Linked DNA regions of Mus musculus: all the other regions are linked to region 4. The links are chromatin contacts, called in public Hi-C, HiChIP or PLAC-seq and promoter capture Hi-C maps. All regions are on one chromosome and are shown on one strand. The core of a region is the stretch at or near the end of the contact, and the rest is flanking DNA. Distances in the headings are between cores, read along the strand shown. Region 1 overlaps 4930406D18Rik (RIKEN cDNA 4930406D18 gene). Region 2 has its middle 11 kb from the start of Gm43464. Region 3 holds the start of Man1a2 (mannosidase, alpha, class 1A, member 2). Region 4 holds the start of Cd2 (CD2 antigen).

What was found. Promoter capture Hi-C pulls out the DNA fragments that hold promoters and counts their contacts. Hi-C and Micro-C count contacts between places; a contact is called where the count stands out from the background. HiChIP or PLAC-seq counts read pairs in DNA pulled down with a chosen protein or histone mark.
Region 1: a contact with region 4 is called in a Hi-C map of centrocytes, with 3 times the contacts expected there. The contact joins the enhancer-like site here to the promoter of Cd2 in region 4. A contact is called at or near these places in 2 of 39 promoter capture datasets (the C10 cell line and pre-B cells), 1 of 484 Hi-C or Micro-C datasets (centrocytes) and 1 of 9 other capture datasets (liver).
Region 2: a promoter capture Hi-C map of pre-B cells shows a contact between it and region 4. The contact joins the enhancer-like site here to the promoter of Cd2 in region 4. A contact is called at or near these places in 2 of 39 promoter capture datasets (the C10 cell line and pre-B cells), 3 of 484 Hi-C or Micro-C datasets (CD8 T cells, large pre-B cells and regulatory T cells) and 1 of 115 datasets of contacts at active chromatin or transcription factors (large pre-B cells).
Region 3: an H3K4me3 HiChIP or PLAC-seq map of pro-B cells shows a contact between it and region 4, with 3 times the contacts expected there. The contact joins the promoter of Man1a2 here to the promoter of Cd2 in region 4. A contact is called at or near these places in 3 of 39 promoter capture datasets (the C10 cell line and pre-B cells), 6 of 484 Hi-C or Micro-C datasets (CD4 T cells, CD8 T cells, Th1 cells and 2 more) and 3 of 115 datasets of contacts at active chromatin or transcription factors (effector CD8 T cells, large pre-B cells and pro-B cells).

The regions. Positions count from the first base shown.
Region 1 is chr3:100,435,693-100,438,392 of GRCm38.p6, forward strand. 4930406D18Rik (RIKEN cDNA 4930406D18 gene) reads left to right here. Exons shown (of 3, transcript NR_040543.1): 3 at 1,844-2,062. Among named protein-coding and RNA genes, the nearest start is that of 4930406D18Rik, 11 kb to the left of the region's middle. Within about 2 kb of position 1,254, at least 81 of the 459 cell types and tissues checked have an H3K27ac peak or open chromatin away from gene starts, as enhancers often do. A contact at or near this core is called in centrocytes, where this site is marked.
Region 2 is chr3:100,701,894-100,704,593 of GRCm38.p6, forward strand. No RefSeq gene overlaps it. Among named protein-coding and RNA genes, the nearest start is that of Gm43464, 11 kb to the left of the region's middle. Within about 2 kb of position 1,393, at least 62 of the 459 cell types and tissues checked have an H3K27ac peak or open chromatin away from gene starts, as enhancers often do. A contact at or near this core is called in pre-B cells and regulatory T cells, where this site is marked.
Region 3 is chr3:100,684,102-100,686,801 of GRCm38.p6, forward strand. It overlaps Man1a2 (mannosidase, alpha, class 1A, member 2), which reads right to left and starts at 1,372. Exons shown (of 13, transcript NM_010763.2): 1 at 460-1,372. The coding sequence starts at 761.
Region 4 is chr3:101,286,493-101,289,192 of GRCm38.p6, forward strand. It overlaps Cd2 (CD2 antigen), which reads right to left and starts at 1,447. Exons shown (of 5, transcript NM_013486.2): 1 at 1,333-1,447; 2 at 915-1,223. The coding sequence starts at 1,387.

The DNA of each region.
Region 1 (2,700 bases), core at 4-2,503, 850 kb before region 4:
ACAGAAATGGTGGACCTCCCTCAACAGAGGAATGGATACAGAAAATGTGGTACATTTACACAATGGAGTACTACTCAGCTATTAAAAAGAATGAATTTATGAAATTCCTAGCCAAATGGATGGACCTGGAGGGCATCATCCTGAGTGAGGTAACACATTCACAAAGGAACTCACACAATATGTACTCACTGATAAGTGGATATTAGCCCAAAACCTAGGATACCCAAGATATAAGATACAATTTGCTAAACACATGAAACTCAAGAAGAATGAAGACTGGAGTGTGGACACTATGCCCCTCCTTAGAATTGGGAACAAAACACCCATGGAAGGAGTTACAGAGACAAAGTTTGGAGCTGAGACGAAAGGATGTACCATGTAGAGACTGCCATATCCAGGGATCCACCCCATAATCAGCTTCCAAACGCTGACACCATTGCATACACTAGCAAGATTTTATCGAAAGGATCCAGATGTAGCTGTCTCTTGTGAGACTATGCCAGGGCCTAGCAAACACAGAAGTGGATGCTCACAGTCAGCTATTGGATGGATCACAGGGCTCCCAATGGAGGAGCTAGAGAAAGTACCCAAGGAGCTAAAGGGATCTGCAACCCTATAGGTGGAACAACATTATGAACTAACCAGTACCCCGGAGCTCTTGACTCTAGCTGCATATGTATCAAAAGATGGCCTAGTCGGCCATCACTGGAAAGAGAGGCCCATTGGACTTGCAAACTGTATATGCCCCAGTACAGGGGAACGCCAGGGCCAAAAAAATGGGAATGGGTGGGTAGGGAAGTGGGGAGAGGGTATAGGGGACTTTTGGGATAGCATTGGAAATGTAATTGAGGAAAATACGTAACAAAAAATATTAAAAAAAAAGAAAGAAAGAAAGAAAAAAGAAATGGTGGACCTAGGAAGAGACCTGGGAGCCTGTCCAGAGGATCTTCTGATGGCAGTACAGGACATGAGAGGGTCTAGAAGAAGATGCCATGGCTCTCTGGGGTTTGTGGTCATGCTAGAGTCACAAAATGTCAGAGCTAGACAGAAGTAGCTTCCTGTCTGCCCCTCTGATCGCCTGTGAGAGCAGGAACTAGGATTGGGAGGGAAATAGGTGATTTCCCAAAATCTCACACCAAGATTAGAACCAAGCCTCATAATTCTCCTCCGTCACGCGGCCACCCTGTGACAGCCCTGGGCTGAAACGAGCTTTGAGATGACTAATTACACATATTCATCTCCCACTGTAGTCTCTGAGATAAAACCAAGGTGTCACTTCCTCTTTCTGCTCTCACATAGAATGGGGAGGTTTCCAGTAAGCCATCAGATAGAAACCAGGGAGCCACACACGTCCCCAGGGACCTGGCACTTGATACCCACTCATGTGAGCAATTGATACGTAAGCACTGGATTGCTAAGTTAAGCTTCACCAAATCTGTTCAACTGTTGCATAGAAACAATGTGGTGAGGTCCATGTACTATCAGCCCATTAATATCCACAGAGAATGAAAGAACATCCCATGCCTGTATGTCTGCTTGAAAGAGTGGCTCACAGCAACCCGGAGCAGCCAATGGAGGATCTCATTGGATAGACTTGTCCAATGCTGGTTCTGCAGCTCATTTATGTCCCAGAAGACATCCTCCTACACTTGCCACACATCCCTGGGTAATGTGTGTCCACTCCTTCCAGAAAGTTCTTTCCAAGTTCTTGGCGTGTCTGACAGGAAAGGGATTCTTACCTGTACAAGTCAACTCTCCCTCTACCCTTGTCACTAGAACTACCCAAGACCAGACTGTATATACTAGGAGTTAAGTCCAATTGAGATTTATATCCTTTCTCCAGGAACCTGCTGCTGGCTGGGACTCATCACTGCTCCTTCGCATGGAATGCTCCGAGGACAGAAGCCCAGCTGAGAGCTAGTTATGCCTTCCTAATTTATGGTGGGTCACAGAGGGAATGAGGCTAGCATTCCTAAGTCTCCCTGTGCCAAGTGACAAGCACTGGCCTCACGTGTGGCATCTCAATACTAACCAATCCCTGTGACACGGGAAGAAATCTTCATTTCCACTGTGCATTTTTTGTTGTGACTGTTTAGTTGGTTAATTGGTTTTTGCTTGTTTGTTGGTTTGTTTGTTTGTTTGCAGTGCTGGGAAGGAGACACGGGGCCTCATACAAGTGTTCTCCCATAGACCTATGTCTTCAGCTCTTATCTCCCAATATAATCAGAAAACTGAGACTCCAATAATTAAATCCCCTTTCGAGGCTCTACAGCTTGCCACCCATCTCCAGTGACGTGGATCGTTTTGACTCTGAAGACAGCCTCCTCACCCACCCCTGGAAAGCTTCTAGAATTTGTAACTGAGTATATTCATGTCACGAATCTTCTCTTCCAGAGAGAGAAATGTGTTACTAAGTAGAAACTAACTAACACATTTCTTTTCAAGTCCTGTGTTCTTGGTATATGTAAATTTTTACATGCAAACCATGGCAGATGGTCAGAGACCAGAATCAAAGGTGTGAAAGTGTATGTGTTTGTGTGTGTGTGTACCCACACATAGACATTGAATATAAGCATGTGTGCTGTGGTCCTATCCACACAAACATGAATGTGTATCAACAGATCCATATAAACATATCTCAACAGGCTAGAACTGTTTATGTCACTCTTCAGAGAAAAACAAAACCCAGAGTTCCCGGTT
Region 2 (2,700 bases), core at 143-2,642, 580 kb before region 4:
AGCACCACCCATCTTAAACCTTTCTGGAGGCCTCTGAGGAGAAGTTAGTTTTCAGGCTTAGGTGACAAGTACCACCAACCACAGGCAGCACTCTACTCTTAGTAGCTGCCAAAGGTGGAATGGGCACCTTGGTTTTCTGACCACTGACAGTCATAAGCTCTAACATCTGGGATGGAGGAATTACCCATGAGACTGTCCATAAATGAACAACAATACAAAGAACCAAGACTTACATTTAATAATTGGCAGTAATGGTTTCATGAACGTCTTATACCACACTACCAACTGTCAAGAGTAACCACTTGAGGCCACACAGTCCCAGCTTTAAATATTAAGCTCTAGCCGGGAGTGGTGGCACACGCCTTTAATCCCAGCACTTGGGAGGCAGAGGCAGGCAGACTTCTGAGTTCGAGGCCAGCCTGGTCTACAAAGTGAGTTCCAGGACAGCCAGGGCTATACAGAGAAACCCTGTCTCAGAAACAAAAACAAAAACAAACAAACAAAAAAGTTGAGCTCTGCTGCCAACTTTTTGTATGAACACAATCTTAATATCTTAATATATCTGTGCCTCAGTTTCCTCCTGGGAATCACTAGACATAGTTGATCCTACTTCCTAGGGTTATAAGGACCAATGAACAGTTAAAACCTATATAGCTCAAAGACACAGCCTGGGACAAGTATCAATATACTGATATTATTAGGAGAGATTTGTGTCAACAACACACACCTAAATCTTACTCTGCATCATAAACACACACACACACACACACACACACACACACACACACACACACACACACAAACTCTACATGTTACTCTAAATGCTCTCTAACCCAGTCAAAGCTGCCCTTCCACTCATGATGGGGGCCAAGAAAAAGGAACAACGGTGAAGAGTCTTTACATTCCATCTCTTTTAGAAAACCTCTAATTATAGAAATGAACACAGTCATCCCGGAGCCCCTTATTACTACTCTGTGAAACATGGGAGAGCCTTAGCAGCACAATACTTCAAGTAAACTCATGCTAGGTCTAACTTACCCAGAGAGAGGAAATGGCCCCTCCTGAGAGCTCACGAGGTACTCTGCCGCTGGTGCCTTGATTAGAATGCTCTAATGGGCAGCAAATTCCTTGCAGATCTCCAGAGGCCCCTCGATCTTTCCTACCCCTGAGCCTCTGCAAGCCCTTCCTGCCTGCAAGACCTACCTCCCCACACGCTCTATGTGGTGATGCTCAATTGCCACAGCCTATCTACCTTCAGCCTTCCTTGCTAAACTGGCAGCCTTACGAGAACCAGGAGGGCTGTTTCCTTCACTGTGCCCTTAGAGCCTAGCAAAGTGAATGACACATAGCGGGCCCTCCAACAATATTTGGGACATGAAAATAGACAGCCCAGCTATTGATAGCTGAGGACTCTACCACTTCAAGCTGTTTAGCTTAGAACAGACCGAATAACTTCTCAGATCCTCAGCCGAAATAACTTCCTTTTATGTTCTTGAAATGACTAAAAGATAGAGCAATGAGAAAAGCAGCTGGCAGAATGCCCAGAACAAAGTTAACGTTAATAGTTAATAGGCGTTTTAAAAAGCAGTCGAGCCAAGCGCACCCAAGCCTTTCATTTCCCTAATTTTGTCCCTTTCTCATTTAATAAAAATAGATGTTACAGTCATAATTGTCAGTATCAAGACCCCAGAACACAGGAGAGACGGGATGAAAGGGCAGAGGATACTGTGCTGCAGCTCTCAGAGTCTGACATGTATTAGTACTGAGTCATAAATATTCATTAGACAACTTGTAGAGGCCAGGAGAAGTATATAGCAAAAACGCTCAGCTGGGAGCTTGCCTTCATGCCTGCTCCTCTGTACAGAGTTTAACTCTGCACAAAACCAACAATTGTAGAACTAAATTGAAGTAAAAGATGTATTTTAAAGCTAAGCTAAACCTGCGCACCAATTACTCATTCAAGAAACTGATTCAAAGATACCGGAGTCACCGGTCACATTTGAAAATTTCACGTTTGTTTGCCTTCACTGATAATCGTTTGTATTTGTTTAGAATTAAGTATATATACCTAGCAGTTAACTTTGGCTCTCACCTATGCTTCTTACAACCTGGTTGTTTCCACTTCAGAAACGAGAAGACTTGGGATTGCCATTGAAACAATGGAGGGACTAGACTTAGTAGGAAGTCAGACTATCTGACTAGCTTGGACTCATCTCTCTGATGTTTTGAGTCTGGCTTGGGAGGCTAAGATTCCCCGTCACTAGTTTTTTTGGTTTGTTTATTTGTTGTTTGTTTTTTGGGTTGTTTGTTTGTTTTATTTTTTGGTTTTTTTCGAGACAGGGTTTCTGGCTGTCCTGGGACTCACTCTGTAGACCTGGCTGGCCTCGAATTCAGAAATTCGCCTGCCTCTGCCTCCCAAGTGCTGGGATAAAAGGCGTGCGCCACCACTCCCGGCTTGGTCCCTAGTTAAGCTATAAACCAGAGGAATCCGGAGGAGAGGGAGAGGGCCTGCTGGGTCACGTGACGTCAGGCTTGCAGGTCTCAGACTCTCAGCACGGGTGGGAGGGCACGCCCGTCTCCGCTCATTTAGGCATGCAGGTGCCAGCAAGTTTCCTCACTGAGAGAAACAGCAGATCCAAGAGGCTACTAAATAACAGAACAAGCTTACAGGAAAAGGGCCAGAACATACTAAGAGGCACC
Region 3 (2,700 bases), core at 122-2,621, 600 kb before region 4:
AGGGCTCAATTCAGAATAACTGGCCAAATTATGGTTAGGGATATACACACCCCACCTTTTAACATTTAAAAAAAAAAAAAAAAATCAGAGCACAAGCCAGAGATTGGGACTTGGTGGCTGAGCAAAGTCTAGCAAGCTGTCAAGATTCAGTGACTTCACATGGTGGCAGAAAGGCAGAAACACGTTCTCAATACGCGCATGCTGACTCCCTGTATCTCCGCTCCCTGCTGTCCACAGCAGAAGAGTCTGACTGAACACTTCGTTCTGCCGGGAAAAACCAAGGAACCCTAGGAGTCCTTCCAGTCTATGTATGGTTCTACCCAGGCAGCTCTGAACCAACAACGTTCAACACCCTGATCATTCACAGGGGCAGGAGGGGGAGGGGGGAGAGACAAGAAAGCAGTGAACTGTACCTTGCTCTCCCAAAAGGAAGTACCATAATTTAAGTAACAAACGAACCTGTGTCTGTGTTCGTCGGGTCCATGGATCAGGAAGACGCCGGGGTTTTTAGCTCCTTTGCCGGCATCTACGTGAGGAATTAACACATCTTCTAAGCCCAGATCAAAGCGTTTGTGTTTTGAAGAGTCTGGAAGGAAGAAGAATGCCCCAAAACACAGGGTGATGAAGGCACTAAGGATGAGGAGAAGGATAAACTTCTCGGAGAGTCTCAAGGTAGCCCTGTGATGTGGGAAGGAGGGCGGCCCCAGGTTCAAAGGTGGTATCCTACGACCAGAGAGGGGCAGCAGCGCTGGGGTAGTCATCGTTTAGGCTCTTGGACGGAATACTTTATAAAGTTCTCATCTTATATCAAACGTACAACACATCGAACCGTTTCTCAAAACCTCGGCCAAAAAAAAAAAAAGAATAAACTCAATTTCCCTCCTCTCAAAGGATTGTTGTGCTTTTTTATTATTATTATTATTTACGAGGCCACCTCTTTCACGCTCTCCGATTACATCCAGAAGCCCGGGTGACCTCCCAAGCGATCGTTGGTTTCTGTCCCGTCAGATCTTCTCGCCATTTGGCTCTCGGTGCCTCACCGGATGATCGCGAGTCTCCTCTTCATTCCCGAGAGTGGATCGGGCGAGCCACACCGCAGAGAAGCTGCAAGGTGGGTTCTGCCATGCCCGCGCCCCGGCGCGATGCTCAGAGGCGGCTGCCCGCCCCGGGAGGCGCCCGGCGAAGACGACGAGTTGCAGTAGGTCGGTTCCACTCGGTCCCCTCCGGAGCCTCCTCCGCTCCACCGCTCCGCAGCCTCCGCGGCTTCCAAGCAGCGGCGCCGGGCGTAGCAGCGACGACCCTCAGCCGAGGCCGCGAGGGCGACGGCGTCCCGAACACTACAGCGCCCGCGCCGCCGCGCGCTCTGTCAGGAGCGGAACTTCCTCCTCAGCCGAGCGGCCGCCCCCACCCGGCTCCTCCTCCTTCTTCTCTTCCTCCTCCTCCTCCTCCTCCTCCTCCTCCTCAGCTAGCCCCGCCGCCCGCTTCTCGGCCGAGCCCAGCCGCGGCGGCCGAGCCCCTGCGCCTCGGTGGCGGCGTGCGAGGTAGCCGGGCCGCGGCCCTCAGACCGACAGCCCGGGGCCGGCGCCGGCTCATTCCTCGCACCGCCTGGGAGAGGCGGGCGGGAGGGAGGGCGGCCGGTCGCGCGCGAGCGAGCAGCCGCGCCTCCCGCGGCCGCAGGGCGGCTCCGGCAGGGCCCGGCCTCGGGTGGCTCGCACGCTCGCGCTGACTGCGGCGCGGGTCCGCGGCCCTGGGCTGGTCCCTGGCCTGTGGAGGCCGGAGGAGAACAGAGCGGCTGCGCGGCCGACACCGGTTGGGCCGAGCGGCTCGGCCGTGGGGGGCGCGGGCCCGGCTAGCCGCCCCGACTCGCGAGTGGGCGTCCCCGGGCGGCGGAGTGTGAGGTGCGCGCGCACGCTCCCGGCCGCCGCGCCCCTCCCCCGCCCGCCGGGCCGCTCGGGCCTGGCCGCTGCCGAGAGCCCGGAGCCCCCGGAAGCCCCGGCGGCCGGACGAGGAGGACCAGGCGCTTGGATCGCGAAAGTGGCGCTGGAATGTGGGGTTCCTGGGACTGACGGGTTACGGGGGCCAAGGCTGATGCCTCCCTCAGTTATCAGTGACTCGGGGCCGGGGTTCAACATCAAGGTCTCAAACTTCCACGCGTTCTTGGGCACGCGAGGCTGGTTGAAGAAGGAGGTGGCACCGGCCACGTGCCGGATTCGTGTTAAAATGGCAGCCCTGCGCTTTCTACTGGGTTCCTTTCTGAGGAATCGGACGACCTAGGTCAGACAGGAGATTCCTGGTGGTTCAGTCCCAAGACTATATATACACTCTATAGTCATCTTCACCACCACCACTACCATTCCCCCCGCAAAGATAACAAAGATGAATGAATGAGCAGGTGTTAAAACCCAAAAGGACAATATTGTTGAAGTTGAGGCTTGAAACAATCTGAGTCAATTCTGTTATCTGTAATATTGAGAAGAACCAGGTTGTGATAAAGTATAATATAGGCTTCTTAGCAATGCATATGTATTCTTGCATCTAGTTTGCATTTAGCTTTTTTTTTTTTTCTTAAATTTACCTTCTGTTCCTTGCACACATCCTAACTGGTAGCTGGCAATTGGAGAGGAGGCCCATAAATGGCAGGGGTGGGAAGTCAGCCTTAGAAATCAAGGAAAACTTCATGTCCCTTGGCAGGATTCAGAA
Region 4 (2,700 bases), core at 197-2,696:
GTATTGGACAGGAAGGACACCCACGGGGGGATGAGGGGAGCCCTTTCTATAGTGACATTTCCTGTGTGAAGCTCAGAATGTTTGTGTGCTCCCTGAATGGCTGATCTATTCTGCACAAGGCATTCTCAGCTTTCTCCGCAAGCCAAGGGCAGGCTTTCTCCTCTCACCCATTGGTGTGAGCTGCCAGTTTGTCCCTGGACTTTCAGCTTCGACAGCATCCCAGGCTTCGTTTTCTTCTTTCTCACCCACCCAAGCTTCTTCACTTCCTCCTCACCCCCACACCCGGCATGTTTGCACCCTTCCTCATCTCCCTGGCACCCTTTACTCCAGGCCAATGACTATCAATGACAACTCTTCTCACTAGAAGCTCTTGGAACGCTATAGATCCCACTGGCACACATACTCCATGCTGCCAGGAGCCTGGGCATGAGTCACTTCTTACAGCTCACTTGCTGGTTCTCACCAAGACTAAGACCACCTGCTTGGCTTCGCTTGGATGACAGGAGAGGACTCCTGGTTGGTCTTCTCCTGTTGCTCTTCAGTATCATGCCCTCTCATCATACCCTGGCTTAAACATAGCTCTCCAGACAAGAGGCTCACTGCTCCTAGGCACCCTCTGACATCCTGTCTAGCTACAGCTTCATCGGCCACCAAGGATGTCCATGTCTTTTCTCTGCTAACCTGTCTTCTTTCTGATTAATGCCTGTCTGTCACCTGGGAGTCTTTGTACAACCCCACAGCCACCCAAAGAGAGAATGAAAGGCAGACAGGCTTTAGAGCCACCCTCACCCACTGGAGTCTTCATTGTGGGCCACACAGGTAACATTGGATGGGGATGCTACAGAAAGGCTGCTCCCCAACTTTCTACATAGCAGCCGTCCTAAAATGAAAACCTTTAGGGAATGGAGACTTACCCAGAATCCTCACGTCCAGGTCCTTCTCCAGCCTAGTCATCCCATTTGTGCCATACACCATTACATTATAGGTGCCACTGTCGTTTCTCATCATCGGCTTCTTTATCTTCAGGGATCCGTTTGCTAAGACCTCATACGTTTCTGATATCAAAAAAGGTGGCTTCTTCCTTTTAAACTCTGCGACCAGGGTGCCCCTCCTTACCCATCGCACCTCATCAATATCATCAGTCATTTGAAAGTTGGGGATGTTCAGGGTGATGCCATGACCCAAGACACCCCAGATGGTCTCATTGTCTCTGCAGTCCGCCCCTGTAAAAAAGTAAGATGGTTTCTGAGGTCTCGGGACTACGGAGGATCTCCCTCTTCGCCTCTAATGTCCACTCCAAGGTCTCCGGAAGAGCTCCACGCGAATGCTTACCTTTGCCGGAAAGGCTGAAGAGCAGAAAGAAGCTACCCAGGAATTTACATTTCATCTTTAGAGTTCTTTTCCCAGGGGTGACTCTGAGTTCTTTCTGTCAGGACTGTGGTGAGGCTGGCAGAAGCCACACCCAGCAACCTGAACCACGTGTCTTTCATGCCTGCTGTTCACAGTAGGGGAGGGGGAGGGGGAGAGGGAGAGGTAGAGATGGGGAAGGAGAGAGAGAGAGACAGAGACCCTATCAAAACGACTCATGCATTTGCTGCCCTCCTTAACCGAAATAGGTGTCTGTGTCACATTTTAATCTTTACAAAAACAGCTTAGGGTGTTGGGTTTTAGCACCCCACCAGAGGAAGAAGAGGAACTGGGAGGTCAGTTGCCATAGCTACCCTTTTGTAAACAAGGGCTTAAACATAGCTGGCCACTCAGCTGTGCTGCCTTCAACAGGACCAAGTAGACTCACCGGCAAAAGGTCATAGGAATAGAATTCAGATATGTATATTTGGGAAGGATTGGGAGGCGTGGCCTTGTTGGAGGTGCGTCACTGAGGGTAGGCTTAGAAATCTTTAAAGCCCTTGTGGTCCTGTTAGCTCTCTCTCTCTCTCTCTCTCTCTCTTCCCTCTCCCCTTCCCCACTCTGTCTATCTGTCTGTCTCCTGCTGTGGATAGGAATGTAAAACCCCCCCAGCTACTGCTCCAGCGCTATGCTTCATGCCTGCTGCCATACTCCCGGCCATGCTGGCCATGGACCTGTAAGAGCACAGTAGATTCTTCCTTCTCTAAGTTGCCTTGGTCATGATGGTTTGTCACAGCCATTGAAAAGTGACTGCAACACCCATGAACGCCATGCCTGAAGAGGCCAGAGGAGTCCATCGATCTCCTGGAATTTAAGTTACAGATGGTTGTGAGCTGCCTCGTGGGTGCTGGGAATAAAACCTGGGTCTTCCGGAAGAGCAGCCTGAGCTCTTAAGTACCAAGATATCTCTCTTGTCCTAAGACTATAAAAAAATAGTGAACAGGGATACAAGGACTAATGTCCCTAAAAAGACAACAGAGAGGTCACGTGAGCAAGAGATACAGTGAACATATAGTCTTTTGATTCTTTAGAATTCAGTGAGAAAAGGTCTTCAAAATCACGGTTTTTCCATTTCAGATGCTTAACAACAGCCACAACAGTGCATTTCAGTTGAGTTAAAATATTAATTCCAAGGGGGGAAAAATCCAAGTGAAATAAGACTTAACAGGAAACATAAAAGAATTCCTATTCTTGAGTATGGAAAATCTTCCTATATGTATTGCACAATTCAGAAATAGTAAAGATGGACGTTAGAGGCCACATAAAAATCTAGAATCTATGCATGTACAAAGA